Regions from separate parts of the Bos taurus genome. Here region 2 is linked to region 1. Evidence: chromatin contacts called from public Hi-C data. All regions are on one chromosome and are shown on one strand. The core of a region is the stretch at or near the end of the contact, and the rest is flanking DNA. Distances in the headings are between cores, read along the strand shown. Region 1 holds the start of IGF1R (insulin like growth factor 1 receptor). Region 2 overlaps IGF1R (insulin like growth factor 1 receptor).

The links. Hi-C and Micro-C count contacts between places; a contact is called where the count stands out from the background.
Region 2: a Hi-C map of liver shows a contact between it and region 1, with 4 times the contacts expected there. The contact joins the enhancer-like site here to the promoter of IGF1R in region 1. A contact is called at or near these places in 2 of 11 Hi-C or Micro-C datasets (liver and skeletal muscle).

Annotation. Positions count from the first base shown.
Region 1 is chr21:7,776,816-7,783,232 of ARS-UCD2.0, reverse strand. IGF1R (insulin like growth factor 1 receptor) reads right to left here and starts at 2,940. Exons shown (of 21, transcript NM_001244612.1): 1 at 2,815-2,940. The coding sequence starts at 2,908.
Region 2 is chr21:7,980,491-7,987,025 of ARS-UCD2.0, reverse strand. All of the region lies in intron 2 of IGF1R (insulin like growth factor 1 receptor), which reads right to left. Among named protein-coding and RNA genes, the nearest start is that of PGPEP1L, 180 kb to the left of the region's middle. Within about 2 kb of position 2,410, at least 89 of the 102 cell types and tissues checked have an H3K27ac peak or open chromatin away from gene starts, as enhancers often do. A contact at or near this core is called in liver and skeletal muscle, where this site is marked.

The sequences.
Region 1 (6,417 bases), core at 1,691-4,190:
ATTCTTCTCCTGGTAATAAAACAGCAAAGTTCTTTAAACACCCATCTTTCACATACCTACATTTCCCTGACAATAGGGTATTACTGTGCCTGGGGCAGAAAGATGACTGAATCTTTTTAATGAGACGGCCACAATACCTTTAAAGCGCACACTGATTGTTTTTTTTAAGCATCATATTATTTGGCTATCACTCCTAACTTCCAGACCTCCCTTTTTTAGATGCAGTGTTCACAGTACACTGATACAAAGTCTTTATGACTTCGTCTGCTTCAAAACTGCTAGGTTTTCCAAATTAAAGGCTTTTGTGTTTTTTTTAATCACCCCTACTGCTATTACACTCTGAGAGAAAACACTAATCCCTAAATAAGCCAACACATTATTAATCAACAGCACCCCAATCTTTATTATATTATACTAGACAGTCAAAACAATGCTTGTCTCTGATAGGAGCCGGTGGTTTTAGTTCTATCAGAAGTAAGAGTTCCAGCACCTTTTGGACTAAGAGCTGAACACATGCTGAGCATACCATTTACTCCTGAAAACTTCCTAGCTATAGGGAGGGGCAGGTAGTGAGTTAGAACTTCAACAAACCATAATCAGGAATGGGGCGTCTTCTGGCCATCCATCAAGTTTTCAGAAACCAACTATTTGCAACGGATCCTTGAGCAAAGTTTGGCATCTTGTACTATAAAAGTAGTTAAAACGCCCCTTCCTCTCCTGCCTGTTTTCTCAAGAAAAACAAACAGAACAAAACACCTTTCACAAAGAGTATTTTTCATCAAGAATTCCAAACAACAAGACATCCTATTTTAAAATCCCGGAGCCCTGCGTCGGAGAAGCAAGGCCAACCCTGGTGTTGTGAATTTCAGAACTTACTAACATTAAACAATAAAACTAGAGACAGGACACAGTTCAACAACATGCCGTAATAAAATGGATTAACTCTCTTGTGTCTCCTGAACTATATTTAGCTCCTGAAGGCTAGAAGCCCCCCTCTGTGCCCCCAAACACCATCTGTGAGCCTTAGAAGGGTGCCGAGAGCCTTTCGCCCAATCCAGCGTGCGGAAACTTCAGGAAACAAAGAGCAGGAGAGCTCAGATTTGTGGAGGGTCCGGACTCAAAGCGAGTCTTACTCCACGCAGTAAACACGCTAATCCTGTAAAAATCTGCTCATACTCCGTCGTGAACGCATTTCTTACAAAACGTTTAAGAAGGGTTTGTTTATACGAACAGTCTTTCCGAATTGCACCTAAGACGGGCCAGGCAGCCCCCGCTGCCTCCTGACTCTCCCCCTCACTGTGCAAGGCGCAGTCGTGATTTTTCAAAGTTAATTGGCACCACCTGCATACACTCGGCAAACATTACTCACCAACACGCCCTCGCCGTTCCCAGCCCCAGTTCTGTGCCTACATTTAAACTTTATAATCGTGCTCAAGATACTCTGCCGTCCCGAATGGACCAGCAGAGCCTCCCTTTACTGTTTGGAGAAGAATGGAAACCCCTCCTCTCCCCGCTCCACATACCGCGGGGCCCTAAGTTCTCTCTCCCTCCCTCCCTGCCCGTCCCTACCCTTAGCCGACACCACCAAAACAAAAGCTATCAGATTGCAAGCGGCAGCGCGTGGAGCGATATTGCTTATTAACTGTGCAGAGGAAGTGCTGGCGGGGGGTGGGGGGCGCGCAACACAACTCGGGACACGAAGCCCAAGCCGGGGCCGCGCGCTCGCCACGCGGAGCCCCCTCCCCGCACGCCCACCGCCGCCGGGCCCCGCGCGCCCGAAACCGCGACGCGGGCCACCTCTCCCCGGGGCACGGCGGCCCGGTGTCCCTGGGCGGCCGTGTGGCTGCGAGCACGTGTGTGGAAATGCACGTCGGCTCCGACCACACACCCACTCCCGCACACTCGAAGGCCGCCCTACCACCCCTAGCCCCGCCGGGACGAAGAAGGAGTCCACGAGCCGCTAGAAAACGGGGAGAAGGGCCCCCCAAACCCTCTGAACTCGGGGTCCGTACGCGCTGTCCAGAACAGCCCGACTGACGCCGAGCCCCCGACTTCGCCTTTTTCCAGGGGCTGCACCGTGGGGTGCGAGATGTAAGTGGGAACGCTCCCCGCACCCCCAGCCGCACTGAGCAGTCCCGGGAGGCCGGACGGGGCTGGCGACCCGCCGCGGATCCAGCGAAAGCGACAGGGAACCCAAAGAGCCCAAGGGGCCAAGCGCGGCGAGCGACAGGAAATCTCGCTGGAATGTCTGGAAACCTGTCCTGGGGCCGCGGGGCCTCCCCGCCGGGCACCTCCTCCTGGGCACCTTGCAGCCCCGGGGCCGGCGGGCTGCCCGCTCCCACCCCCGAGCACCGAACCTGCCCCCAGCCGCGAGGGCGCCGCACGAGCTGTCACCGCCGCCTGCGCGCCGCGTGTCGGGAGGCCCCGCGCGGGCGCGCGGTGCGGACGGCTGGGCGCGAACTTCCCCGCTGGAGCCCCGGGGCCTGGCCCCGCCGCGGGCCGCCGGGTATGGAGCGCAGCCCAGACAGCCGGGCCGCGGAGCAGGGCTCTCGGGACCGCGGAAGGGAGAGCCACCGAGGCCCTTCCCGCGCGGGGATGCGCCGAGCCCGGGGCCGCGCGGGCCTCCGAACCCAACGACCTGGGCCCAGGGGTCCCCCCTGGCTTTGCGGCCGAGCCCCTCGGCGCCCCGCCCCGCGGCCCCAGAGCCCGGGAGCCCGACAGCTGCGACGGTGGCAACTCGGGTTTCGCAAACAGGGCGCAGCCCCTCGGAGGAAAAGTTCCCGCAGTGGCCGCGGGCGGCGGGCACATACTCACTTTCTCCACTCGTGGGCCAGAGCGAGAGCGCGGCGGAGAAAAACAGGAGTCCCCACAGCGAGGTCGGGGACCCTCCTCCGGAGCTAGACTTCATTCCTTTTATTTGGGACCAAATTCCCCTTTCTCAAAAAAAAAAAAAGGGGGGGGTGGTGGAGGAGGAAAAGAAAAAGTCTCCGAGTCTTCGTCCCCCCCCACCTCCAAAAACAAGGGCGAAGGCGACAACACTTCCCGAGGCGGCGCCGGCCGGGGGTCCGCGGGGAGGCGCGGACGGGGCGGGCGGTGGCGGCGGGCGGCCCTCAGCGCCGGCAGCCGCGGCCCAGCGCTCGGCGGAGTCGGGAACCCGGGGCGCGCCGGGGCGGGCTGTCTGCGTCGTCGGCCTCCATTTTCAAACCCAGAGAGGCAGGAGGGAGGAAAAACTGCGAAGAGAAGGGGGCCAAGCCCGGATCCGTCTTGGCGAAGGAAAACAAACCCGACCCCAGACAGAGAGGGAGGCGGCCCGACGCCCGAGCCTCCGCGGCGGGAGGGCGCGACGCAGTTCGCAACACGGCCCCAGAGCCCGGGTCGCGGGGGAGGCCGGCCGGGGGCAGAAATGCGGAGGAAAAATGAATGAGCCGCTCCCCTCCTCCTCCTCCTGCTGCTCCTCCTCCGCCGGGCTCCGCTCGCCGCCGCCGCCGCCGCGAGCTCCTTCCCAAATCCAGGACACACACAAAGCGACGGGCCGGCCGCGCTCTGCGCTCCCGCCGCCCGCCCCGCGCCGGCCCCCGCCCGCCGCCGGCTCGGCGCGGGGGCTCCGGCTCGCTGAAGGTCAAAGCCGCGGCGCGCCGTGGAGCTCCCCTCGCGCGGGAGGGGCGTGGAGGACCCGGGGGTCGGCAAGCTCCAGGCACGGGCGCGCCGGGGCCAGGCTCGCCGGTGGCGTCCCCCTCCCTCGCCCGCCTCTCGAGTTCGCCTGGTGCGCTCGCTCCTCCTCGGGTTGTTCCCCCCCCCCCCTTTTTTTTCTTTTTTTTTTTTTCCGCTCAGCGGAGTTAATGCTGGTAAACAAGAGCCTCAGCCCCGCCGCGCCGCTGCCGCCGCCGCTGCCACACACTGGGGCCTGGCGCGCGCGTGCGCTCGGGGCCGCGCACACACACTCACACGCGCGCGCGCACTAGTGCGGCCACAGCCGCAGCCCCGGCGCGCGGAGGGCCGGGCCCCGGCCGGCGCGCGCCAAGAGCCGGAGCCCAGGAACACAGGGACGTGCGGAGCGGAGCCCCGGCGCGGGCGGCTAGGCGGCGAGGCGCCGCCCCCGCGCCCCGCCCGCGCGCACCGGCTCCCGCGCGCGCGCGCCCCTGCTCTCACCCCCACCGCACTGCGCCGGCCAGCCTGCACGCGCGCGCCCCTCCCGCAAGACTCCAAAAACAATGCCCCCGGCGCCGGGCCCGGCCCGGCCGAGGAGCGGGCTGGGGAGCGGGGGAGGGGCTGGGTCGGGCTGGGAGGGGAGCGCGAGGCCCGAGAGGTTCATTGAAAACAACAACAGCGCGGCTGGAGCGCGCGTTGCCCCGGTTCTTGAAAAGCTTCATTGTGTCTTGCAGCTGTTGCAAAATAAATAAATAAGTGCGTGCATGCGGCATTTTTTCGCAGCCGGCTGGAAAGCTCGAATGTGGCGGGAGGGGCACACCTGGGAGAAAGGAGACGCCCCCCCCCCCCCCAACCAGGCTACTAAGCGGGCACTTTGGCTCAAGGCCGGGACGGCCGCGGCGTCGCCCCAGGGGACCCCATAGTCCCGGGACTCGCGGGCAGCCAGGGGGAAGGGCGCGGCTCGGGCCCGGGAGCCCGGGGAGACTGCCGGCGGGGGCCCGGAGCGGGCGTAGGGGGGCCCAGACGGGCCGCCCCGCGCGCCCGGGCGCGTCCCCGCCGCAGCCGCCAGGGGGCGCGGCGGGCACGGGGAGGGCCGGCCCGCCGAGTGTCCCCTCCCTCCGGGAGAGGAAATCTGGGGGCCCGGGCCGGGGGCCGGCCGAGCTGGGTTGCGCCGGCCCGGCACTGGAGACCCGCGGCGGGTCCGGGGAGCGGCTCGCGGACTGGTTCCTCTGCCTGCCCCACCACGTGGGCGGCTGCGGGCGGCGGCCAGGGCGCGTGCTCGGTGCGGGGCTGCGGGGGCCCCCGGAGGCCAAGGGGGCGTGCCGGGGGGCCCCCGGAGGATGCGCTCGAGGCCTGGGGCCGAAGTCTCCCGGCCGGGCTCTCGGCACGCGGACACGCCGCGCCCGATCGCCGAGCGGCCACTGCGGGAGCCCACCCGCACCTGCTCGCGTCCTTCCGGGCGCGTCTGTCTTCCCTCCTTTGCTCCGTAAAGGACTGGAAACTAGCGCCCGCCCGGTCTCCTCCGTGGTTTTCTTGAAGGTGCCCGAGGAGGGGTTTCCCCAAAGAGAGCCTGCCCCTGGACTGCCATCTAATGAATAAATGCTGCGGAAACCAGGTCCTTAAAGCGGGAAACAGCCCAGCGAGATCTAGAGAGAGGAGTTTGAAATACGTGGACTTTTAAACATAGTGATTGGACCACGTGTCGCCTTTAATGTGGTCCGGCTTCATGACTCAGGCTAATTGATGTCAACAGTAAATAAAAAGAAGATGGCTAATAAGAATTGTGGATGTCGAGATGTAGAAGTGTTTGTCTCATAAATAATCAGGCTGTCTGGTAAGATCGGATCTGTTCTAAAGGAAAGTAGATTTCCTTTTTTACTCTAATTGTAAAAGATTTCGACGTTACATTATGCATCCCATCGTTCGTAAATAATTTTTTTAATTAAGAGCTGAAAACAAATCAAAAGCTATTATAATGGAAACCTAGCCCTTTCCCCCCTATATTTATTCCCTACATCATTTGCCTCTTGGAAATTTTTAGCTCAATTCAGTGAGTCAGTTGGATAGAAGGAAATAAATCTTTTCTTACTTAAGTCATTCATATGGGATTGTTTTGTTTAACTGAAATTCAGCTTAATTTTAAAATGTTCCAGTTTTAGATATTCCTGGACATTAACAAAGAAAGAAGGAAATTAGAATCTTTAAAAAGAAATCGAAACTTAGCACGTGTCATTTTAAAAGTAGGCACTGCCATATGAATAATTAAAATTTGATCTACTTATATTTTTAAATTTTATTTTAAAATATTTCTCCAGACAATACCCTACATGAAGTTGGTCTTGATGCCTACAGATCCATTTTGCAATTAACTGTAAAGGAATATCAATAGCATATCTTCATTGTATTTAGTATTCAGGATTTTACAATACATCTAAATTAAGACAAAAGTTTAGAGTTGAGTTTTTAAAGGAATGATGCTAATATAAAATCTTTAAATACTACACAATATAGTTTTAGTATTAGTAAATTCATTCATTTGTCCCTGAGAACATAAGAGATATATGAAATAAAGAGAAATGCATACAGTTACTTAAATTGTAGGATTTTTTTTTTAAGAAAATGACTTTTCCTCTGTGATTTTTTAAAATGTTGTTTTATCCTAAAGTACTAAGATGTCAATAAGATTAAATTATTTTAGATAGTTAAGTTAGATTTTTTAAGTATATGCCTTAATATTTAGACAGAATCAAAATTTAGATTGCCTTTCAG
Region 2 (6,535 bases), core at 1,161-3,660, 200 kb before region 1:
TGGGCCTGGGGGGCACCCAGAACTGGGGAGGCTGGTCAGGAGTGGCCTCGGGAGCCACACCCAGCCAGGGGCGCTGAGGGGTCTGGAGGCCGGTGCGGGGAGGGCTACAGCCAGATCAGCACGAGCTCCCGGCCCAATCACGCGGGAAAGCCCTGGGGAACCTGACCCTGGGGTGAGATTAAAGGTGATTCCAAACCGGTCTCCAGCCACCAAGGTCGGCAGAGCCGCCGGGGCTCTCCTGCTCCGCCCGCTCTATCTGAACAAGAGAAGCCGCTTGGCTCCCGGACCCGCCTGCCCTGGCGTCCTCATGCAGGGAAACAGGCTTTGGTTATTCAGACGTGACTTACTGGCACGGAGAGGCTGTTGGCGTGGAAAAACGAACAGGCTGACCTGGCCAGGGAAGAGCAGGTGACAGAGAAAGCCAACAAAAGATGAGCTCAGCGTGCCACTCCGAACCAGGAGGAGGCCCTCGGGAAGGGGCCGAGAGAAGGAGGGTTGAGCAGAGGCCAGTAGGGCACCTCCAGGGGCCCTGGAGGGAGCCAGGCGCCCTTCCTGGGGAGCTTCCCTAGGCCTCACAAGCCTGCACAGGGCGTCACGCTTTCCATCTCACCCCGGGGGGACACCGAGGCTCACAGGGGTCAAAGGAATGGCCCCCCGCGAGCTCAGGAGGGCCAAAGCTGGGGCTCAGAGAATGACAGTACCCTGCCTGAGGCTGCAGTGCCTCTCTGCCTGCCTTCGCCCTCTCTGAAACTTCACGCGGGGGGCGACAATGCCACCCAGAACCGCAGGGCCCCCAAGGCTGGGCGGAACTCTGCCCTGGCCCCTCTCCCAACCCATGGCGCCGAGACCCCTCCTCTCAGGAAAATTATCCTAGTTGTGGAGTGCAAAGGGACAGCGAAAGCAGGGGGAGAGAGACAGGCAAAGAAATCCAAATCGGATAGGACGGCTAAGTTGAAATGGGACATATCTCCTAGGGTTTAAGTGGCCTGGAAGCTGCTCTTGCAAATGACGACCACCACGTACCATTCCTTATATTTATATTTGCAGTGTATCCTTCCCTCCTTTCATTCCCGGTAAGCACCTCACACGCCCCACTGCTGACAAAGCACACAGGCTGCAGGGCTGACATGTCCTGCCCCACGGCTACAGCTCCGCTGCGTTTCTGCAGTTACCATAAACCAAGAAGCAGAAGCCTTCTCTTTTTATGACTGTGATTCAGGCCCGAAGGAGGCCTAACCTCCACTCAGCAAACCAGAACCTCAAAATCATTTATTTTTTGTTGACGGGGCTTCTCACAAAATATCCCCAAACAAGCTCTCTTTATAGAGCACTTTCCTTTCTTTTGAAAAGAATCGCTAAACAAGACTGGATGTCATCTGGAACAGCCGCTCCTAAAAAGGGGGGGCATTTTGGAACCAAATGCCACATGCTCATGCTGGATTTTGCCATTCTGCCTGCGTTTCCTGCTCGGAGCCTCTGTAGCATAACAGAGAAGCTTCAGACAGTGATGCTGCTCCCGGCCGCGCAAACTCCAGTCCGCATCTTCCAGGCAGCCCTGTCACAAATAATTCCTGTCCACTACGCCCCTATCTCACTGAATACAACCACATTGTGCAGCTGGAAATGGGAAACCTGATTCAGACCACAGAGGAAGGTACAAAAACATTGAGCTCAACACAATGCTGTCTTTCTTGCGTGTGCTGCTGGTGATGGTAGAGCATCAGATCTCAAACCTACTAGTGGGTGAAACATTCAAGACCCGTTTTGGAAGGAAACGCATTATTAAAATAGCATTCAAGCATCCCCAAACAGTCAAACCCACCCAGTCCTTCCCGAGCTGCGCCAGTTTCGTGTGCAGTGTTCCTAACCAAAATCCGTCTAGCCCAAGCACGCAATTTAAAAAGGAAGCACGATCTCCGCAGAAAATGGTGCATGTTGACAAAGCGTGACTTGTCCCACATGGGCAGGAATCAAATGAAAACCAGCCTGATGGCAACCCAGCCTCCTTTAGTCTGCAAGATTAGCCGGAGGGAAAAGAAAGAGGCCGGCATGAGGGCAGGGGGGGCGCGGGCAATGGAGGACGGGGGCCAGAAGGCTGTCCGTGCCCTGTGAGATTCTGGTAAACAGCAGCCTGTAATGGCCACTGTGAGAAGGAAAACAGACATGGAGGGAAACGTGTTTACAACTGCGGCGGTGGGCGGGAGGCCGAGCGGAGGGAGGGAGGGAGGGATTCCCCGGCTCCGCGCGCCGCTCGCTCGGCTTCGCAGAGGCCCCAGGGCTGGGTTACGCTTCGGTGCCCGCACTCCCGTTTTATGGCGGGGGGTGGCGGGGGGCGCACATCTTGTTTATGGGGAAGGTTACTCCTCCTCCGCTCTGCTGATCGCTGCCCCAATACTCCCGCCGCATCCTTGCGGGATGCGCGCTTGACTGACGGCCGTGCCGGCCAGTCGCCGCCCGGGCCCCTGGTTCGGTGGACTTTCCCAGCGAGCCGATTGGGCGGCGGGGAGGGCGGGTCCTCGTGATTGGCGTGCCACTCGGAGTAGAAAGTAGTAAACAACCTCGGTGCGCCGCGGCGGGGAGGGCGCGGGATGCCCGCTGCCCTGGTCCTCGCCCCGAGCCCGGGCGGCCCCGAGACAAAAGGAACCAGCGGCGGCAAGACGGCCGAGGGCCCCCCAGAAAAGCAGACATGAGTGGGCGCCCTTTAGATCCCCTGGGCGAGAACTGCTGACTTGCAGCTTCCCATCATTTTTGTTCCGTGGAAAAACCAAAAAGGTTTTGTTTCTACAATTCTCGCTCTCCTTTTTCTTCGTACAACTTAAAAACTCCCAAAAGGGAACGGGCGAGGGCCGATTCACTTGACTCTCCCTCTCCCCGCTCCCTCCACAGTGTATACTTTTGTCTCTGCAGAAGTGATTTTAAACCCTGGTACTAAAAATTGTTTGCTTACATAATGTGCCCTTCACAGAGGTGAATTAGACGCCTTGTTAGACCTTTTCATCACAAGTTTTTGGAGCTGTGATCTCACTCAGGGCTGACCCTGTTTGGAAACATACATATAAAAAGAAACTGAGATGATGTTGTATTAAGCTCCTTTGACAAGAAATAAACAGTTAACTTGCATTTTCCATAGAGGGGGTAGTTCACCCAGGATATTGCACGCATGCCAAGGTAACTCCTGATCTAGTTTGACTTGAATCACAATCCACTCCTCCTCCTGGCCTCACCATCCTTCTGGGACCTCAGCAAGAAAATTGGCAGCTTCCACCATGGAGGAGCTGCTCCCCCAAGCCCGGCAGCTCCTGGGGCTGCTTCCAGGAGGGGCACAATCAACAGAGAGGTCTCCAGACACTACCTTCCTGGGAGAGTCCACAGAGAGGCCTCCGGCGCTGATGGAGAAGGGAAGGGGGGTGGGGCTGGACACAGGCGGGATCTCCAAGGACACCTGGTTGCCTGCTGACTCTACACTCTCATGGTTAGCCATGTTGCCACCCGTGGCCAGACAGCCAGATTGCTGGAGAGCTTTAAAAATAAAGATACAAAGGGCTCCTTGCAGGATGCAACTTAAGAGTGAACCTGGGGGTCCTCTGTATCACCCCACCCCCCACCCCCCAGCTCCACGGACTGCCAGCCTCTGTTGTCCGCCTGCTCCAATAGCGCCTCGCCCCCACTGCCTGCGGCGTGGAGTTAGTGCCCTTGTCCCTTCCACCCTAGACCCAGCCCCCAGGTCTGCAGCCTCCTTCCTTCCAGCCAACCTCCCTTGGGGCACTCGGTTCCGGTCGCAGGCTCCAGTGCCCGCCGTACACACCCTTCACGCCCTTCACTCAGTCTGCTCCTTCTGCCTTCTGCGCTATCCCCTGCCAGCCCGGGAGAGGCCGCTGTTCTCCACCACTTCCCGCCCCTGCAGCCCGCGCCTCTCGGTACCCCTGATGGCCAGGCCAATACTGCGTGCAGACTCGGATCGCAGCTCTGGCCGCCTCGGGAGACACTGAACTTCCCGAGGGCAAAAGTGGTGTCGGCTTCTGATGTGTCAACGGAGATGTAGGCATGCGGTAAGCATGCTCTGGACTTGCGCACCTCTGCAGGCGGTCCTCAGCCTCTCCCCGCCCCCAGCTCACTCAGAGGGTGCTCTCCGAGCTGGCTTCTGGCTGACACGTACCCCCATCCCCCCGACCCCCAGGTGGAGGCCCTGGCAATTCTGCCCCTCTGTGGTTCCCTGCATACACGCAGCTGTTCCTGCCGTCTCCTCTGCCACTCAGGCCCCTTTCTGCCCTCCCGAGAAGAGGAAAATTCTTCTTCAGCCTAAAAAATGCTCCCTACCTTGAGCAGACCTTTCACCAGCTCCTGCCACCCCTTCCCCCAGAGCATCTCTGCCTGGCCGGGACACAATGACAGTCCGACAGCTGGCGTGGTGTACGCAAGAACCAAGAACTGAAAGGCAAATCCACAAAGTGCTTTCCTCCCCCACCAGGTGTCCACAGACCGGTCCATTCTGGTCTCCAGACCCGACAGTGCACCCACTTTCAAGCTGGCTCCGCCACAGGGTCCTTCCCCAGTGCCTCTCCCTTAAGACCCCGCCTCTGTCTGACTGTGGGCGGGCTCCTCCTCCCCTTTCAGCTCTCTTGCTCAAATGTCACTTCTACGCCCACCACGCCCACCTCCGGGCCACTATTACACAGATCTGTTTCATTTTCATCATGAGATTTAACTACCATCCTTCCTATCTGATTACCCACTTGCTGTCTTTATAGTCTGTCTTCTTTTTCATCTGCTGGATATACAACCACATCTCCAGCGTACCTCGATCCAAAGCAACTCTGGGCGCCATAAGGGACAGTATAGGAGGCTCCACTCAGCAGCACATTCAGGCAAAGGGAAGGTGAGGTTTCTGGGAGGGTTTGCCTCAGAACCCTCAGTCTGACACTCACAGAACCATACGAGGTGGAGACAGGACTAAGCTCTGTGGCCCCACTTAACCCAAGGAGTCCCAGTCGTCCTGAGAATCCCAGGTTCTACAGCTGGAACCAGGGGTACCTCTTTGCTCCCTGTGTAACATGTTACATGTATCATCCATTATATAACTTTCCCAAACAAATACAGATTAATGGTGGGACAGGGTAAACTATTATTGACAAACTTAGCACTTTCCACAATAAAAAATTTTAAAAAATTTGGCATAGATAATAACTTTGTAGCTCAGAAATGAAAATATATATATATATATATATTAGTATGTCAGATACAACACAGAATCTGCCTTCCCATACTTTGCTTACAGTATTTGACAAATATGAATGTTTTTATTTTTGCCTTTCACACAAGAGATTGAGAAAAGGCAGAGGAACCAGAGATCAAATTGCCAACATCCACTGGATCATAGAAAATCAAAAGAATTCCAGAAAAATATCTAGTACTGCTTCATTGACTATGCTAAAGCTTTTGACTGTGTAGATTACAACAAACTGGAAAATTCTTCAAGAGATGAGAATACCCTTACCTGACTCCTGAGAAACCTGTATGCTGGTCAAGAAGCAACAGTTAGAACCAGACATGGAGCAACAGACTGGTTCAAAATTGGGAAAGGAGTGCGTCGAGGATGTATATTGTCGCCCTGCTTATTTAACTTGTATGCAGAGTAAATCATATGAAATGCTGAGCTGGATGAAGCACAAGCTGGAATCAATACTGCTGGGAGAAATATCAATAACCTTAGATACGCAGATGATACCACCCTTATGGCAGAAAATGAAAAAGAACTAAAGAGCCTCTTGATGAAAGTGAAAGAGTAGAGTGAAAAAGCTGGCTTAAAATTCAACATTCAGAAAACTAAGATCATGGCATCTGGTCCCAACACTTCATGGCAAATAGATGGGGAAACAATGCAATCAGTGTGACAGACTTTATTTTCTTGGGCTCCAAAATCACTGCAGATATTGATTGCAGCTATGAAATTAAAAGATGTTTGCTCCTTGGAAGAAAAGCTATGACAAATCTAGACAGTCTATTAAAAACCAGAGACATTACTTTGCCCACAAAGGTCCGTATAGTCAAAGCTGTGGTTTTTCCAGTAGTCATGTATGGCTGTGAGTGTTGGACTATAAAGAAAGTTGAGTGCTACAGATTTGATGACTTTGAGCTGTGGTGTTGGAGAAGACTCTTGAGAGTCCCTTGGACTGCAAGATCAAACTAGTCCATCCTAAAGGAAATCAATCCTGAATATTCATTGGAAGGACTGATGCTGAAGCTGAAGCTCCAATACTCTGACCATCTGATGTGAAGAGCTGACTCACTGGAAAAGACCCTGATACTGGGAAAGATTGAAGGCGGGAGGAGAAGGGGATGAGAGAGGATGAGATGGTTGGATGACATCACCAACTCGATGGACATGAGTGTGAGCAAGCTCCAGGAGACTGTGAAGGACAGGGAAGCCTGGCATGGTGTACTCCATGGGGTCATAAAGAGTTGGACATGACTGAGCAACTGAACAACAGCAGCACACTGTTCTGCTTATTATTTTGCTCACTTAATATATGTTGAA